Linked DNA regions of Mus musculus: region 1 is linked to region 2. A link is a contact called in public promoter capture Hi-C data. All regions are on one chromosome and are shown on one strand. Each heading gives the region's core, a stretch centred on a gene start, on an enhancer-like site or on the middle of the called end of the contact. The rest is flanking DNA. Distances are from core to core; before and after follow the strand shown.

Region 1 (5,052 bases), core at 2,446-4,945, 220 kb after region 2:
CTGGATTATATAAGGAAGAGCATCTGGAGTAGGGGGGTCCCTCCCCCCCTCCCCCCCCCCCCCCCGCTTTAGCTGGAAAGTTCAGGGCAGAGGGTGGGGCATGCCAGCTTCTAGTGAACTGCAGACACATAGGGGCTGAAGGATGCTGGGAGAACCTGGAGGCCTGGAGGCCTGATTTGATATTGTAAAGCATGCCCCTCAGCCCTTTGTCTTGTGTCTGAATCCCAACAGTAGTGAGTTCCAGGACACCCAGGTCTATGTAAAGAGACCCTACCTCAAAACAAAACCAGCCAACCAGACAAAACCCCAAACAACAAAACAACAAAAACCAGGTGGGGGGAAAAGAAGCTTGGACTTGCTGACAAGGCTGGTGGTGAAGAGATGGAAGACAATAGTAGGGCTTCAGGAGATGAAGTGGAGGTAAAAGGCAGTCCTCAGTCTCAGACCTTTGGCCTCATTTTGAACTGGACTGAATCTTTGGGTCTACATTTTAATCCTCTAAGGAAGAGCAAACGTGTGTGTGTGTGTGTGTTGTGTGTGTTTGTGTGTGTGTTTGTTTTTTTGAGACAGGGTCTCTCTGTGTGGCCTTGACTGTCCTGGAACTCACCCTGTATGTAGACCAGGCTGTCCTTGAACTCACAAAAGAGTCACATGCATGTCTCTACCTTCTCAGTGCTGGGATTAAAGGCATGTGCCACTATGCCCAGCTTATAACTCTTACTGTGTGTGTTGTGTGTGTGTGTCCTTCCTTCCTTCCTTCCTTCCTTCCTTCCTTCCTTCCTTCCTTCCGATACTATGGAAAAATGAAATGAGTAATATTGTTGAAGCAAGCAGTAGGTGTTCTGTGATACTTACTTTATTCAATGATAATTTGTTATTTGCCCAAGTAATCTCCATTCATGCTGCTAATTATTGTTGTAGCTGCTGTTATTTTGTATTTACTTAGAAATAAGGTTTTGAGAACAGACTGGATATATAAAAACAAATCTTGGCCAGAGAAATTGGTGTTGCTTATTATACTTGTGCTCCCTGCCACTCAGCTGAAGGGAGTGTGGAATCCCTGGTGGTCACTTAGCCTTGTCTGCTCTTGCCTGCAGTTCTGTTGGGTAGGGACTTCTGTTTGTCTTATGAAGGGCAGAGGGGATTTAAAATGTTCGTCTACCTTATATTTTTTTTTTAGAAATGATTTCATATTGGCTGTCTCATATCAAATAAAGTACCTCTTGCTAACCATTCTGAGGGTTTATGTTTGTATACATATCACACAGGCAGGGCATGAGAGAAAGTAATAAGTACAGGTGCATATGATAGGAACCCTATTTGAAGTGCTGTCTTAGATGCTTGTGGAGTTTGGAGCTTGTTATTTCTGGTGCCATGACCAGCATCAACTTTCATAAGTAGGGGAGACCAGGAACAAGATCCATCCATGCGATGTACATCCTCTAAACAAGCCTCACCCCCCTATCTGTACTTTCTCCCTCCCTGTCATACCATCAAATTATGAATTCTTCTGTAGGTTAATTCTGGCCAGATCACTTCACCATGACCATCAGCTGGCAACCAGACCTCTGACACATGAGCCTTTGGGCGATGTTTTAGATTCAAGCCATAGCAGCGAACTTGCTTGGTGTAGAGGAGCCTATACTAAACACTAAACATCGAACTCTAGTCTATATTTGGCTCCTAATAAGCTGCACAGCATCTTCTACTGGGAAAGCTAGCAATTTGAGATCTTCAGGACCTGACCTGGGAACCTCTGCCTCTGCAGTTCCTAGAAGCTGTGCGTTTGGGTGCTTCTTTAGGCTAGCCTGATCCTGAAGCCAGATATGGCAGGTATCCCTGTTCTCCCTATTTGACATTGGCCTGCCATACCAGCCATAGTGACATAGCTTTGCAAACAGGGCTCCCAAAGAGTCCACAAGATTCCAGGTCCTCTGGAAGAGCAGCCATTGCTTTTAACCACTCAGCCATCTCTTCAGGCCCTTGAAGAACATTTTTGAAGGTTTATTAGTAGTATCAGCGTGTGTGAGACAGATGTATGGGTACACTTATGGAGGGCAGAGAGCAGCTTTGTAAATCTGTTCTCTCAGCCTATCTGTGTGTGGGTTCTGGGAAGCACACTCAGGTTACAGTCGTGCACAACAGCACTTTGCCAGATGTCAGACCCTGAAAGAAAAAAGTTTTTTTTGGAGACAGAATCTGACTGTATGTATAGCTCTAGCTGGTCTGGAACTCAGAGCTCTGCCTACCTTTGCCTCCTAAGTATTACTAGGATTAAAGACATGGGCCACTAAGTCCAGCCTCTTGAAGAAATTTAAAAAATAAATAAGTAAATATAAGTGTAACTTTTTGTTTGTTTGTTTTTTGTTTTCCGAGACAGGGTTTCTCTGTGTAGCCCTGGCTGTCCTGGCACTCACTTTGTAGACCAGGCTGGCCTCGAACCCAGAAATCCTCCTGCCTCTGCCTCCCGAGTGCTGGGATTAAAGGCGTGCACCACTATGCTAGGCTAATATAAGTGTAACTTGAATGGATGGTATATGTCTATAATCCCAACACTAGGAAGATTAATACAAGAGGATCAGGAGTTCAAGGCCAGTTTGGAATGCTCTCTGAAACCCTGTCTCAAATGCTAAAACCATAAACAAATTTAATATAGCCTACACTGTGTTTGTGAAGCCAACAATAATGCATAGTAAGGACTCTGGGCTTTGTGTACGCTCACCACTCACCCTCTTACCCAGGCTCAGCCAGGCTTTCCAGTCTGGGAAACAGCTCTGCTAACGCTGAGAGCCCATATGGCTGGACTAATTTTTTTTTGGGGGGGGCAATCTTTTATCTTTTATGCTGTATTTCTCTTATGACTTTTCTATGTTTAGATATATTTGAATACAGAAATGTTAGTATATACAATGGTCAATATTATTCATTACACTCAGTTTCTGTAAGTTTGTGGTCAAGAGAAATAAGCCATACTATAAAACCTCAATGTAAATGTATCACCTAGGTTTGCATTATATGACATTCATATAACTGTCTGACACATGCTCAGAGTATACCCTCATCATGAAACAACGGATAGTCATGCTTTTCCAGGTAGGTGCTTCCCAGAACTAAAGCTGCCTTCTACCTTTCCAAACTCCATCTGTACTTATGCTAACTCCCACCAACTCAATACAAAGGGACAGAGTAGCACTACCATTTGAAGGCAGGGTCAGGAGTCAAGGAGACCTGCCCTGAGAAGAAAGGAGAGTGAAGAGGCCAGTGCAAGGTCATGACCATATTTAATCTGCTGCTCCCTCCCCCCAGGAGGCAGGGAACTCATGGGATATCTGCAAGGGTGAAGGGCTTCATTACATTCCTCAATGACTGACTGACCATGCAGGAAGGCAGTGACCACTTGGTTATGTTTTCAAGTTAAAAGCTAAGCTTCCTGGTTTGTTTTTTTTTCCCATTGTAATAGGAAAGACTAAAAACCTCTAAATGTAATCTGGCTTTAAAGAATTGAATTTAGAAAACTCTCATGGCTGCTGGTCTTTCTGACCTAATTGGCCAATGATGTAGAACACTCCCAAATCACTGCCCTGCTCCTTTTCCTCCACATACAAAAACATACTCTCACAGACCATTTACTGCAGCCAGTGACCCTGCCAACAGCCTGTGATACAGGGCTGAGACCTCAGAAGGTCAGGGCCTCAGGATCAAAGAGGATGTCACAGCTCTGTGACTGAGAGCCATGTACACGTACTTGCTCTAAGCTGCCATGGTAACAAGTGTTTTAAAGGGATACTTCAACCTTCTGTGTTTAAAGTCCTGACAACTTGCTTAAGCTACCTTCTTTCCTGAACACATTCGTAAAGCTTGACCATCAGGAACATATTTTTCATGCCAGAAGTACACACCTTGTTTATAAATCAACAAGACAAAACTGGTGCCTACTGTCTTTGCCCAGGGAATTTCCTGCTAGAAGAATTCCTCCCCTCCCACAGATAGTTTTGTTTAACTTGCTCTTTTACTTGATCTTAAATCTTAACCATGGCTGCAGCTTCTGAGAAATCACTAACTTTCCTATGTTAGGTTCATACTTCTAAAAGAACAAAATGCCCAAAAGAGAGAAGAGATCCACTTAGGGTTTCTGACACCCTTATACAGATATACATACAGGCAAAATACCAGTGAGCATAAAATAAAAATAAATTAGATTTAATTTTTTTCCTTCAATAATCTTACCTTACTGAAACTTTATAAATTTTTCAGGTTTTTTTTTTTTGACACAGATTAGAACACAAATCAATTGCACATTGAATGGCTCAACATAATTTCTTTAAGAATTGACTCTAGGGGCTGGAGAGAAAGCTCAGTGGTTAAGAGGTCCTGAGTTGAGTTCCCAGCAACCACATGGTGGCTCACAACCAACCATAAAGGAATCTGATGCCCTCTTCTGGTGTGTCTAAAGACATCAACATTGTACTCAAATACATAAAATAAATAAATTTTTATTTTTTTTGGTTTTTCGAGACAGGGTTTCTCTGTGTAGCCCTGGCTGTCTTGGAACTCACTCTGTAGACCAGGCTGACCTCGAACTCAGAAATCCGCCTGCCTCTGCCTCCCGAGTGCTGGGATTAAAGGCGTGCGCTACCACTGCCCGGCAATAAATCTTAAAAAAAAAAAAAATAGAATCTAAGGCCTCACATGCTAAGCAGGTGAACATCCACCCCAGTTCCAAGTTTTATTTATTTATTTATTTATTTATTTATTTATTTATTTATTTATTTATTTTCGAGACAGGGTTTCTCTGTGTAGCCCTGGCTATCCTGGAACTCACTCTGTAGACCAGGCTGGCCTCGAACTCAGAAATCCGCCTGCCTCTGCCTCCCAAGTGCTGGGATTAAAGGCGTGCGCCACCACTGCCTGGCTTCCAAGTATTATTTTTAATACAGAGTCTTACACAGTTGCCCAGGCTAGATAGGACAGATTTCTGTAGTCTAGGCTGAGCTTGAACACACTTGTAACCAGACTCCTCCCCTCCCCCCTTCTTCTTCTTCCTTCTTCTTC
Region 2 (4,934 bases), core at 1,823-4,322:
GTCTTCTTGTCAAGCTCACCACTGCCACCACTGCCTGAGGTCTCTTCCCATCTGGCTACTCTCACCCAGCTTCCCCTCGAAGGTTCACTGGTTGCTATCTTGAGCCAATCATGCAGTGAATGGTGGGGAAGCAGAGCCAAAACAGCACATTGCTCCCACTGCTCCCACTGCCTCCACTGCCCCCACTGCCTCCACTGCCCCCACTGCCTCCACTGCCACCACTGCCTCCACTGCCACCACTGCCTCCACTGCCACCACTGCCTCCACTGCCACCACTGCCACTTCATTCCTTCACAGATATCAGAACCCAGCTTCTTCGGTATTTCGGTATGGATGGGAGACTAGTGGTTTCTCTAGGAACCCTTCAATGCCAGATTGTGACTCCTGAGGCACCAGACTCCAGGACCGAGTCACCAATGGATTCTCAGCCTGTGGTGAGCATGAAGAGAGCCACAATTGTAGCGCTCAGACTGTATGATGTAAGTCAGTCTATTAAATTCCTTTTTATCCTTAAATTTTTTAAAAAAGATTTATTTATTATTATATCTAAGTACACTGTAGTTGTCTTCAGATGCACCAGAAGAGGGCGTCAGATCTCATTACGGATGGTAGTGAGCCACCATGTGGTTGCTGGGATTTGAACTCAGGACCTTTGGAAGAGCAGTCGGTGCTCTTAACCATTGAGCCATCTCTCCAGCCCCCTATCCTTTAAATTTTTAAAGATTTATGTGAACACATACTGTTTGCCCGTATGTGTACGTGTGTGCATGTGCATGCCTGGTGCCTGCAGAGGTGAGGAAAGGGTTTCCGATCCCAGAACTGTAGTTCAGCCATGTGGGTGCTGGGAACCACACCCAGGTCCTCTGAAAGAGCAACCAGTGCTCCCATCCTGCAAACTGTCTTTCTGTCGTCTAAAGCCCCTGTGGTTTGTGTTCATTCTGTTGGTTTTGTTCCCCTGCAGAGTGTGGACTAATACACATGGTGACTTTTCAAAAGCAGCTTTGATGCCTAGAGATGGAGCTCAGTTGATAGAGTCCTTGTTTAGCGTGCAAGAGACCCTGCGTTCGCTCCTCATCACAGGTAAAAACTGGGCAAGGTAACCCCAGCACTTGGGAGGAGGGAATAAGAGAATCAGAAATTCAGTCATCCTTGGCTATGTAGCAAGTTTGGGATTAGCCTGAGCTACAGGAGATCTGACTCAAAAAAGAAAAAAAAAAGTTCACTGGGGCCTTTCATCCCAGCACTGGGGTTGAGGAAGAGGCAGATAACAGATCGCTCTGTGTTACAGGCTAGTCTGGTCTACAAGGCGAGTTCCAGGGCTGTCAGGACTGCTGCACAGAGAACCCTGTCTAGAAACAAACAAGAATTGCAATTGCTTCAAAAACAATTTGGAGGAAGAAGTAGCAAGAGACGAGGTGGCAGATAACAAGGCAGTGGCATCTGGGGACAGATGGCTTCAGAATTCAGAGGGAGCAGAAAGAGATAGCCTTGACTTAGACTGGGAGACATTAAAAAGCAGATGCTTGTAAGTGGTAAACAGTAGGAAAGCAAGCAGAGGGGGCTTAGAACAGGGACAGTGGGGAACATGAGGACACGAGAACATGGGGTACATACCAGAGCCCCAAGTGAGGAGCAGCCTGAGGATGGGAGACTTGGCACTGAGTGGTAGAGAAGGGCCCTTTAGAGTCTGTGCAGTTTGAGGCCAGTCTTTGCGCCATCATTTCTAGACATGCCCTTCACTTCAAACTGACAACCACTGAGAGAGCTATAGGCTCTATTTAGTCATAAAGAAGGGTTCATCCACATTTTGGACAGTCAGAATTTTGGGCATGCAAAGGCATTAGTACTGTATGATCCCTGGGGATGTGAAGGTGGGTTTCTTAGGTCCCCTTGTTCTTGGGAGCAGTAACAATATAAGACCCATGTTTCTAGTCACCTCCCAGAATCCCCAGGTTGCAGTTACCCACGGTGGTAACTGATGGTACCTCCTTTATTGGCTGCTTTCCTTGGTCTTCTTGCTACTTCTCTGCGGGTGCTTCCTGGCTTCACCTCCTACACTAACCACACACACTTGTGTCACTGCCTCAAGATCTGCGTTGGGAAAATTAAGCTAAACACTGTACACAAAAGGGTCGGAATCAATGAGCAGACACAGACAAGTGCAGGAGCTGTTCACACAAGCTTTCCAACTGGAAGCTTCGGCTGATCAGAATGCTCACAAGATAGGCTGAGCCAAAGTGTGAATCAGAGGTAGGTGGATGCAGCTGGTCTTTGCTACTTTGTGGGTTTTTTTCCCACCCTTCATCCCCCAGTTTCAACCCCTATCACTAGATAGGAGAGAAAGAAGGATAGAGGGGAGAGATAAATAGAGGTCCTTGAATCTAATTTCTTTTGACAACTAACAAACTGCAACTAGTCCCCTCCCCACTGATGGCCAACAACCACCCATCCACCCCCCAGGGCTCTCAAACTTATATCCTCTGAGAAGTACCCAGAATTCCAAACATAACACAATCACAGAAACTATGTGCAGCTGGCAAAACCCTGCTTTTGCTAGAACACAGGCAAATCGTAGTCAGCTGCTGGGAAGCAGCCCCGTATCTCCACACCTGGCATTAAAACAAAAACATATTCCTATACGATTTCTCTGATGTTAAAAGAAATCAAAATTTCAGAATTCTCACTCCAGGGGAGTCTTTGTCACACCAGTTTGCTATCACATGACCACGGAGTTGGCTAGAGATGAGCTCTGTACCCTGAAGATGAACAGTCACCCAACCTCTGAGTAGTAGCCCCAGAGTAGCATTAGGCAGAGAGACTCCTGGCATCTGGCTGATTGTGCACATCCACTGCTCGGATCGAAGCAAAAATAACCTACTTTTCTATAAAGAAGGTCTAGATAGGCCCCAAGGCTAGTACAGTCTGCCCCTCCACCCTACAAGCTGCTAGTCTCCATATACACTAAGGGATCTTTTCTGTGTCCTGCTTTGTGTCATGGTTAGGACAGCTCGGCTGGGCTCCCCAACCAGAGGCCCAGGCTACAGCCCTAGTGGCCTCTAGGGGGCGCCGCTGGGAAGCTTGTGGTTTGGCACCTCCAAGCTCAGTTGTGATGGGCGGACTCCGACCCCTAAAGGCCCCAGGTTCCACTGGCTAGCCCCTGGCTGATTGTACCCAGAGTGGATCCGACTCACAACGACACCCGCCTCCGATCCCACCATACCGGTGTTGTGTTGCTCGCCGCTGCCTCATTTCTATCATCGCCCCAGGTAGAGCCCTAAATCCTGGCCGGCCGGATGTCCATATGCCTGTCTGTTCATTTTGGGTGACCGTGGGTCGGTGCGCCCTACTCCTGCCGTGGCATGTGCAGAGTTAAGGCGGGAGGAGGTTTCCCCGAATCTGGGGAGGGGGGAGCGAGGGGCGGACCCGGTCCAGCCCCGCCCCACGCCGGAGCGGTGCGGGAGCCCCACCAGAGCCCAGCTTCAGCCCTAGCCGGAGCCAGCGGAGGCGGAGGCGGAACAGCGGACCCCGTGCCCTGGCGACATTTGAGATCCAGCAGGTGAGTCCCGCGGGAACCTCGCGCAGGGGAAGTTTGGGGCATGAAGGATAGAACCTTAATTAAACCCACTAGCCAGACCCGCCCCCCACTCTCCTTTGAGTTGGAAGTTTGGGGCCAGGAGGCCGTCCCTGTTAAATCCCGGGACTGAGAGTGGAGACCCCCAGCATACACATAGAGACATAGACACAGAGAGATACACACACAGCAAAAGGGGAGGCTAAGGAATGTGCTCTTGGGTGGGGGGTGTCAGGAATCCAGCCGTTTATTCCTACAGGAAAAGCCCTGGACTCAGGGACCTTCTAATCCTGTGCTCAAGAGATTCTCTACACCAGCCTTTTAAAACCTCCTCAGCAGGGAATCTGCTGGCATCGCCACACCCATAAAGGATGGACTTCAAAGGGAGTGTGGAATCCTGGAGTCTAGCCCCTTTGGGTCTCGCATATGAGACTGGCCTTTTGCTGATATAAATGGTTATACCTTGTAGAAGATCCTTCTTGTAAGGACTACAGGATGAGGGACCCTGATGGCTGGACCCAGGTTGTTGAAGGCACACTAGATGCCAGTGTGTAGAGGATGCAGAACTCTCTTGGAGCACTGAGATAAGACTTGTTGGGACAGGAAGCACGCTAGGATGGAGATTTGGGCTCTATCTTCCCTTCCACTCTAAATTGATCAAGTTACTATTTGCTAGTTCTTAAGGTTGGGGAGGGAAGAATCCCTCATGTTCCCACAAGAACCGAGAACGCCTTCTGGGTACCTGGAATCTATTCTTCCCACTATAGAAGGACCTTCACCAGTAGAGTGTTAGTCAAAGGTGTGGGTCTTTCTGCACGAGTGGTTTTGGGCCTGGCCTGCCTTCAGCTACATGTTGTTCATCTGTTTCTTGACAGTGGCCCTGACCCTTTGTTTTCTGCCTCCCCTCCAGGTCAAGGCAAGATCCCTTGGACTGGGCAGACACACCCATCCAGCCCTGACAGAATCAAGATGAGGCCTTATCATGTCCCCCCAGTGAGGCCCACAGCCTGAGCAGATACTATGGCCTACCACGGGCAGTGAGCGAGTACCATGGCTGCAGGAGGTGGTCGGGCCTTTGCTTGGCAGGTGTTCCCCCCAATGCCGACTTGCCGGGTATATGGTACAGTGGCACACCAGGACGGACACCTGCTGGTGTTGGGGGGCTGTGGCCGGGCTGGGTTACCTCTGGATACTGCTGAGACTCTGGACATGGGCTCACACACATGGCTAGCACTAGCACCCCTGCCCACTGCCCGGGCTGGTGCCGCTGCTGTGGTTCTGGGTAAGCAGGTGCTAGTGGTAGGCGGCGTGGACGAAGTCCAAAGCCCAGTAGCTGCTGTGGAGGCCTTCTTGGCTGACGAAG

The links. Promoter capture Hi-C pulls out the DNA fragments that hold promoters and counts their contacts.
Region 1: a contact with region 2 is called in a promoter capture Hi-C map of liver. The contact joins the enhancer-like site here to the promoter of Klhdc8b in region 2. A contact is called at or near these places in 3 of 39 promoter capture datasets (embryonic stem cells and liver), 3 of 115 datasets of contacts at active chromatin or transcription factors (bone marrow-derived macrophages, embryonic stem cells and microglia) and 3 of 9 other capture datasets (adipose tissue, liver and pancreatic islet).

What each region holds. Positions count from the first base shown.
Region 1 is chr9:108,226,719-108,231,770 of GRCm38.p6, reverse strand. The region is part of intron 2 of Dag1 (dystroglycan 1); the gene reads left to right. Among named protein-coding and RNA genes, the nearest start is that of Dag1, 35 kb to the left of the region's middle. Within about 2 kb of position 3,695, at least 14 of the 459 cell types and tissues checked have an H3K27ac peak or open chromatin away from gene starts, as enhancers often do. A contact at or near this core is called in liver and pancreatic islet, where this site is marked.
Region 2 is chr9:108,450,939-108,455,872 of GRCm38.p6, reverse strand. It overlaps Klhdc8b (kelch domain containing 8B), which reads left to right and starts at 3,072. Exons shown (of 6, transcript NM_001359428.1): 1 at 3,072-3,556; 2 at 4,482-4,934. The coding sequence starts at 4,622. It also overlaps a transcript of Ccdc71 not described here.